3 separate regions of the Oryzias latipes genome follow, and regions 1 and 2 are each linked to region 3. A link is a contact called in public Hi-C data. All regions are on one chromosome and are shown on one strand. The core of a region is the stretch at or near the end of the contact, and the rest is flanking DNA. Distances in the headings are between cores, read along the strand shown.

The links. A called contact is a pair of places that touch in the nucleus more often than the background predicts.
Region 1: a contact with region 3 is called in a Hi-C map of fibroblasts, with 4 times the contacts expected there. The contact joins the promoter of LOC105354517 here to the promoter of LOC101170021 in region 3. A contact is called at or near these places in 5 of 5 Hi-C or Micro-C datasets (embryo, fibroblasts and gastrula embryo).
Region 2: a Hi-C map of embryo shows a contact between it and region 3, with 2.4 times the contacts expected there. The contact joins the enhancer-like site here to the promoter of LOC101170021 in region 3. A contact is called at or near these places in 4 of 5 Hi-C or Micro-C datasets (embryo and fibroblasts).

Annotation. Positions count from the first base shown.
Region 1 is chr8:4,587,128-4,589,941 of ASM223467v1, forward strand. It overlaps LOC105354517 (GTPase IMAP family member 8), which reads right to left and starts at 1,386. Exons shown (of 5, transcript XM_011477847.3): 1 at 639-1,386; 2 at 1-524. The coding sequence starts at 663. mien1 (migration and invasion enhancer 1) reads left to right here and starts at 2,314. Exons shown (of 4, transcript XM_004071195.3): 1 at 2,314-2,449; 2 at 2,632-2,729. The coding sequence starts at 2,421.
Region 2 is chr8:4,223,026-4,225,968 of ASM223467v1, forward strand. No RefSeq gene overlaps it. Among protein-coding and RNA genes, the nearest start is that of LOC101155111, 24 kb to the left of the region's middle. Within about 2 kb of position 1,461, at least 1 of the 8 cell types and tissues checked has an H3K27ac peak or open chromatin away from gene starts, as enhancers often do. A contact at or near this core is called in embryo, where this site is marked.
Region 3 is chr8:4,445,414-4,448,131 of ASM223467v1, forward strand. It overlaps LOC101170021 (neurexophilin-1), which reads right to left and starts at 1,295. Exons shown (of 2, transcript XM_004071249.4): 1 at 758-1,295. The coding sequence starts at 814.

The DNA of each region.
Region 1 (2,814 bases), core at 136-2,635, 140 kb after region 3:
TGCTCCTTCAGTCTGCTCATTCAGAACAACACTGTGGCTCCTCTGACCACACTTCTCAGTCAGCCGGCGGAGGGCCGCTCCCCCTCTTTCCACGCACTCCTCTGCTCCTTTGTGTAGAAACCTGTCCGCGGAGGTGAAGACCACCATGCAGTGACTCCACACCCCATCACCCAGCAGGGCCACGTGCTCCTCCACAGCTCTGCGACGCCTCTCAGAGAAGGCCGAGCTCGCCTTGATTACAATCAGGAAAACATGAGGGCCCGGCGGGCACAGAGAAACGCTGCTCACGATCTCCCTCTTCACCAGCTGAGACGTGTCCCCGGCGCTGAAATCACACCACCAGCCTGGAGTGTCCACCACTGTGATCCACCGTCCAGCCACCACACCCAGCCTCCGAGAGCAGGAGGTCCGCTCTTTGGTCACAAACTCCTCTTTGCCCAAAAGTAAATTCCCAACAGAACTTTTTCCAGAGTTTCTGCCTCCAAGTAGAACAATTTTTAGCTGTGAAATACTCCAGTCATCCCCTAAGAAGACAACATTTATACAGAGGTATAGAAATCACAAAAACATGCATCATTAAGAATGAAAAGGGACAATCCAGCTTGGTTGTGAAGAAAAAGTCAGTGTTTAAAACTTACGTTCTGAGAGGTTGCTGGTTGCCATGTCAAGTTCAGCGGCGTCTCTGCGTTTACTTTTAACAGCTGAGCTCGTTTTAAATCCCCCTTTGGGTTTCTGTTCTCTGCTACTGTTTGCTGCTGAAGGGATTGCAGCAAACTCTTGAGTTTTATGGGTCTGTGAGTCTAAAGGTCGCCTGTAATGAATAATCAAACTGATTCAGGTAGCAGGAGATATGCCTCACAGCAGCGAAAACTAAACATGGACCAAATGACACACAGGAAAGAAAGCTGTTTGCACTAATGAGCAATCCCAGGAGAATTCAAAAAGAAGATGGGAACCTTTCATGAGAGATTTTACTCCTTACCAATGTTTACTAATGTTAATGCAAAAAATACAGCATCTCAACCATTCTTCTTAACTGTCTAAAATCTCTGAATGCCTGTCATCAACTACGAATAGCTCACTTATCTGTCAGTCCATCTCATGTCAGGCACTTCCATGGTAGAATATCAAATTCTGCATCACTTCCGTACATGTCAGACAACTTGCTGAAAACAATTCAAGCTCACAACAGCTCTCTTGTTTTCTGTTATTTCCATATCATTTCCTTTCCACTGTTTTTCCATTACATTGTCAAACTCGTGACAGTTGAGCCCCTTGTGACCCACCACCCTCAAACCATTGCTGTTTAAATTTAAACATGAAGAAAAGACAAAAAGCCCCACATTTGACAGTCGTGGGTGATCAAAATCTGTGAAATTTGTCCCAGGAAATTATTCTATAGACTAAAAGGATGTGACATTCTGCTTGAGTTGCTTTGAATTTTAAGAGTGGTTTCTATGAATCTCAAATAATGTATTTAATAAAATTAAATAAATGTTGTTAAAAATATTATATTTTTTACGTCTGGAACTACTTCAGAGGAGTATAAACAATGGCGTGGAATGTTTCTTACAGTTACAAACAGGCATAAATAACAGGATCTTCCTGGAAAAACACATGCCCTTTGTTTAGTTTAGTTTTTTTCAGATTATTAAAAGTTTCTTAAATGCATTCCAAACAAAAACAAGAAAACTACAGTAATTTATCAAAATATATCAAAAGTGTTGTTATTTTGAATTGTTTTTTGCCTTGCCTTTGCCTATTTTCTTTCATTTTTTTATGTATGCGCATTTATAACGTTTGTTTATCCAAACTCGGTTTGTATATGAACATTTAATTTATTTATTTTTTAAACAGGATCTTCCTGTATTTTCATCAGTTATTAATAACATTTAGTGTTGCCAAATCTAACAGACAATTTTAAGCCGAAACACAGTACCTGAAAAAAAAAAAAAACAATGTTCTACAAGCAAAACAGCAAAGACCATGTGAATATTTCACATAATGAATTTAGAACATTTCAAAACTTTAACATTCACTGTCTTTTAAAAAATTTATTTATCATTATCATTATCATTATTATCATTTTTAACAAGTACTCTTCTGGATATATGGATAACATAGTTGTGTGTCTCTCTGTGTGCAGCTCTTGGTAAAGATCATTTTACAACAACATTTGAATAACCCTTGTATTTCTTTTAAAAGAACGACTTTTTAAATCGACGTGAATCTTTAAAAGACCCTCTTTAAAGACTTTGAAATACGTCTAATTGTGATGAAATCTACTCAACCTGGCAACCCATTTCACGCTGATTACGTAAGACGTCATATAAAGCCTGCCTTCAGCGGCTCCGCCCTCCAGTCGCAGGTTGTTGTGTATCACTGCGCTGAAGTCGGTCACAGCCAGACAAACAGTGGAAATGGGGGTGAAAATTGATGTGGAATACTGGTAATTAGGCATTTATGTTTATTTTATTTTTAGTATAGTTAATCATCATTGTGTTTTAACTTCATAATGTTATTTACGTTGACTTGTGATACGTTAGCATAGGCTAGCTGACAGCTAAGCTAGCTCGTTTTTTTGCAGCTCGGTTTGATTTCTTCTCTCTGAATGTGCTCTGCTCCATGCAGCGGTAGATGAGGGTACGAACCCCGCTATCAGGATCTCGCCTCAACCGTCAAGGATGAGTTTCCCGAAGCGGAAGTGTCAGGCTTCGTGGGAAGAAGCGGTGAGTGAAGCAAACAAAAAGGCTCCCTAAGTAACTGGCTGATCTTCCTGAACCCCAAAAAACTGTGTGTCATCATTTCCTCAAA
Region 2 (2,943 bases), core at 211-2,710, 220 kb before region 3:
CATGAATGAATCTAGTTTGTAATCCTGATTGGTAAAGGCTAAAAATTTAGCCTTTTGCTGGATTGATTGGTTGAATTGATGGAATGAAATCTGAAAGTCCTCTTTATCACGGTCTGAGGTGAGCTTATGTCCATCACCAGAACCAGGAATCCAAGACAGAGATTTGTCAGATTGTCATTGTTTTTCTCTGCTATTGCTGCTCTCCGTCAAGACTGTGGTTTTGTTTTCTGGATTAGAGGCTCCAGAAGTACATTATTTTCCTTTTTCCTTTATCTGCTTTAGCCACATTCAGAAGCTGCAACTCATGGTCTTTACATTTGTGACAGAAAAATGAAACATTTGCCACTGTCTTTTGCACATTTTTTACTTCTTCTTTCCCTATGCTTGCAGTGAACTGTGGCACAGACAGAGCTTTGAAGCGTGAAGCCGTTGTAGCCACAAACAAAGAGCGTCCATCTACAGAATGCATCTGAAGTTCACTCACTAAATTTCAATAATTTATATTTAATAACATAGGATGCTGAAAGCCTCTGAATTGGTTTTGCCATTGTTAAAAAATATTTTCTCTTCACAATAATTTAAATTATTTCCAGTCTGGTTGAGTCTGACATTAGCAGGGGGACACCAGCTCCTCTCTCCCCACCTTTGAAAGAAAAAAGATTCTCATATAGAGAAGAGAGTCTCTCTTCCAAAGGATACCTCTAATTGGAGGCAAAAAAAAACTTCTTTCTAACGGTTCTGAAGGTTTCAAATAAAACCCATTCGCCAATGTAAGGAATCATTAAACATGTCATGAACACCAGGTTCTCCGATATAATGAAATTCTGGATTTGCTCTAGAATGATGGAGCTTTTCGATGAAAATCCTGCTGTTTGATGATGCAGGACAAGTTTAAAGAAAATTAGGGCTGTAAGCTGCAAGGAGAGCACATATGGGTAATGGGAAGGGTAGGCGGGGTTGCTCCTAGCCCACAGTCCGCTCTGCAGAGTAATTAGACCTTAGAAATCAACAAAAGTGTTGTGATTTTAGGTAAAAATGGCACATTCATAATTAAAAGACCACTGCGGATGCTTTTAAAATAAATAAAAGGATGATTTGATGTGGCTCTTTTATCTAGGCATTTAGAAATGAAAGAGCCTGATCATATAACTTGCATGCCTTCTGCATTGGGCGTTCACGTTGGGACAAAAGTCTCTTAAAGTTGATCATCTTCACAGAAATCCTCCCTTTGCCACAGAAGGTGAGTGACATTTTCCTCTCCAACACCAGCTGGGATGTTTTCAGACCGGAGATGCCCTCCTGTTTCTGCCTGTCTTGCTCTTCTTTGTTTTGTCGGCTGCATTTTTTTTTTTTTTTCACTCAGCGGTCTGATTTGGCTTGTGGCTGGTAAGTCCCAGAGGAGATGTCGGCCTAAACAGTCGGGTCTGAAGTGATTATGTGAGTGCAGTGTGAGAGATTCCTTTAGGGCCTGTGGGAAGACTGCACATTCTTTGTTGACAGTAGAAATGAGAGGGGAGTAAAGGAGGTAAAGGTAGAGACGGGGTGTGATCTAAGCAGACAGAAAAGGGGCAGGCGTCAAAGAAAAGGCCTTTTTTGTGCTGTAAGATATTAGATTGCCTTAACTCACATATTGAACCAGTTTGGGTTTCGCAATGACTAAACTGCAGCCATGTCCTGCAAGATTTTCAAAATAAATTCACGTAACCTTTTTCCTGTAATTTTCAACATTTTCACCTTGAAAGTAAAAACTAATGAGGTTCAGGCAGGCCTTTTTTATGCATCTTCACTATTCACATTCAAATCATGCAACAATGTCTTTATAAATTCAGCCAGGCAATCAAATTGGAATGTTTCCTCTTTTCTTCTTTCTCTTTGGCCTGTTTACTCTAAAAAATATGTCCTTCATGCGTCTCTTTCTCAGAACTGGGGGGCTAAGCCACAGAAAGCACGCTGTCGTTTATCTCTGCCTTGCAGACAAATCCACTCTAAATGGCCGGTGATTTTTACTCATTGGCACAATAATCCAGTTGACAATTTACTTGTGACAATTTACCCGGGATGAACACACGATGCAGAGCTTTTCCCCCCTTTTGAACAGATTTGTCTGTTTACGCTTTTTCCACTCAAAGGAGGAGTCATTTTCAGCGATGTAGAAATTGGAAATGAATGCAAGCAGACAAGAGTTTAAAATAACCAACCTGCTCTGCTGTGTTTTAAAGAACCACTCCGGTCGTATTTTGATCTATTTCTGGAGTTTCAATCATGTTGAAAATCCAAAAACCTGCACCGTTTTCCAGGACATAGTTCCTGCAGAGCAGCAGCGGTTTATCAGAAATTCACCTTGGAACTGTTGGCGCGGAGAAAGCCCACCACATTTCCCATCATCCCTTTGTTTACACCCTCTCCTGGTAGCTTACATCCCCTCACACCAATAATGCTGGTAATACAAAAACAGTGAGCAATATTAGAGCTATCCAGTCGTAAAGTTTAGAGCCAGATACCAGCTCAGATGAGGAAAACAAAGATGTTTATGGATCTATTTGACTTCAAGTGGATGCATCAGAATGGAGCAGAGCAGGGAGCTGGTGGCCCGCCGATTGTAGATTCTATGTCACAACAAAAACCTTTTTCCAATGACATTTTTTTCATCTGCTCCTGATTCACAATGATTTGAATAAAGAGATTCTCAGAATTGCCATTTCATGCTTAATTTTTTTTAAGAATGTCCTCCATTATGAGAAAAAAGGCCTCAAGAACATTCCAATTATCATTGGAAGCGGTCTATAAAGTGTCAGGAGGCGCACAAAAAAAATTCAAATGTTGATGGATCTCCTCCAACTCTTTCACAGTGTTTTCTTTTGCTTGAATCCATCCTTATTAAAGGAGTGGCTCAAGTTGTGCCAGCATTCAATATCTCAAGGTGTGTCCTCCTTCCCTCTTCCC
Region 3 (2,718 bases), core at 45-2,544:
GGATGACTGAGCTGTGCTCAGCCCAGGGGTTTCGGCAGAAGGATGTTTTAACTTTCCTCATGTGATTTCTGAGCCGACTTCTCATTAAAGGGTACGGTTTAATATGTCTGAGCCCACATGAAAGACCAGTGGGTGATCTAAATTCTATAGGGCTGGAAGATATTATCAAGACTTCAGAAAGAGTTTGCTTGTTTCATCTTCACATCTTCCTCGTGGAAAAGAGCTGGATGTTGTGGATTCCAGAGGAGTGGTACATTTTAAATGTGAATTTATTTAGAAAAAATTTGAAATCTTAAGATTTTATGAAGTTGCCGATACGGTGCACTGTCAGTGACTGATGATAGTTTAACCGGAATTATTCATTAATTTAATGAACAATTTGCACGCGTGTATTGTTATGAACCAACGTTAAAACGCGTAAATCTATTAGAAATAAGATCACCTGTGCTCAGGCGGTGCACTGCACGCTCTGCTCGTTTTACGCACGAGGGGGATCAGAGCAGCTGTCAACCCTGAGCCGTCAGAGCAACTAGAGCTCACCTGACTGTCTGCACATTTGGAGAAAAAAAGACATCAACCTGAGCAGATGCACCAAACAGGACAGATTAAGGAGGAAGTATGTCTGCGTCTCGGCAGGACCCGAAGTTTGATGTTTTTTCGTGCGCGCAGAGACGTGCGTCGCTGGCGCAAGGTGCGACATGTTTGTAAATGTGAGGAAGATGCGTAAAGACTTGACTTGCACTCTCTTCTTTCTTACCAAACAAGCGGTTCCGTTGAGGAGGAGCAGGATGAAGCCGCGGTTGGGACGCATCATTCCGTCGCGTAAAACTCGCAGCACCCCCTCTCCGGAATAAAAGAGTTATCAAAAATGTTTAAAAAAAAATGCCCGAAAACGGGCTTGGTCCTCTTTCAGGAAGATGCTCCTCCAAAGGGTCCAGATCCTCCTGTGCAGACGCGCGGTCCCATATCCACAGCAGGCTGGATTGCTGCGTCCACGCACCGAAAACCCCTCGGAGCCCCCACTGTTCTGCCTGCTCTCTCTCGATCCCGCGATTGACTCAAACTAGTTGTGATTTGAAAAATCCATGTTATCCAATTATTAAAAGAAAAAGAAAATAGAAAAAAAAGGTTGGAACAGGACAGATCCCAGTTCAGGGAGACATGACTTCACTGGGAAGCTGGTTGATCATATCTGGCACCAGAGGCGATCCTGGAGGAATGAAGCTGCAGAAAGCTCCTGCAGAAACTGAGCAGCACGGAGACTGGAGAGAGCGAACAGACCTTTTTTCTGCGTCTCTCTCGCTCTCTGAGTGTTTGTGATTATAACCCCCCCACCCTTTTTTTTTTTTGTAATCCCTTCTCTTTTTCACTGTCTCTCCTCACCAATCCAGCTTCCAAACTCTTTTCACTCAATTAAGCTGACAGACAAGAGACTGTTAAAATAAATAAAAAGATGGTAAACATCTGTTCCACAACTCTGAGTTCATTGGCTTCTCGGTTCCAATGTTCTTGCATCAATTTTTCCAACCCACAACGGTCTTCCTGCTTCCCATCCCAGCAACCCATCATTAAACAAAACAATCAATGTGTGGGAGGAAGGGATTGATTGGGATTTTTTTTTTATTGGTTCGTCAAATCAAAGATGCCTCAAATGTCATACGATAGTGGAGGAAGTTTGGGTAAAGTGTCACAGCTCCAGGACAACTCTGGCTGTCACACAATAGGTGTTCGCCCTCCTCACAGGTCAGCCATTGATGTGCAGCTCTGCTGGGCAGTATTGACAAACGCGGTGAGTCCAGATGAACCGCTGACCGTCACCTCACTGAGGTGTGATTAATAAAGACTCTCTTCAATAACACGCAGTTCATCAGAAGCAGGTTAATGAACTGGAATGCAAGATATCACTGCACAGGTCGCCGAGCTCCCAACGGCTCCATTTCTGCTTAATTAGACTCATGGATGAGTTGAAGTGTCTTGCTCTGTTCTGGCTCTGCAGCTTTTCTTCTGTCAGACAGTCAACAACAGAAGAAAAGCTGCTCTGTATTCCACCGTCTCCGGGTCAGAACCTCTGCTTTCACACCAGTTTTGTTTCACATTCACTCATCAAAATCCCTTTGCTCTTGTTTTTCTGCTTGCTAATAATGCACATTTACTGTTGTAAAAAAGGTTAATTGATCTCGGGTCAGAGGTTAATTGGCTCCACTGGCCTCCAACTGAGAGACCTAATCCCTGACTGAGTGGAGGTCAGAGCTGCAGACTCATGAATATGGGGAGACCCTGCAGTGACCAAGACATCAAAGACATCTCGCAGAATCACACTCCTCCACCTTCCTCTTCTGTGTCTCACACATTCACTGCTCATTACCATGCAGGCGATGTTGATGAAAGTGGGAATGAGCTCATTTAAGTGATAGCCTGATCCGTTTTCTCCTCTTCTTTTTTATTGGATTATTTCAAACGCTTAAATGTGATTGTGCAATTCAAACCTCTGCGGTTAGCCGGGAAATTGTGGGAGCTCAGTGGGACATGATACGGCAATCCATAAAGGGAAATCCGCTCCCCAAACCACAATCGGGACAAAACGACAACCATAATAAAAGTGCTTTTAAAACATTCATTTATACACATACTCTCAACCCTGAACATACTTATGGGGCCATAACTCAGCTTGAATGCTCTTCAGAGGACATCCAGACGAGCCACAGTTTTTTTTTTTTT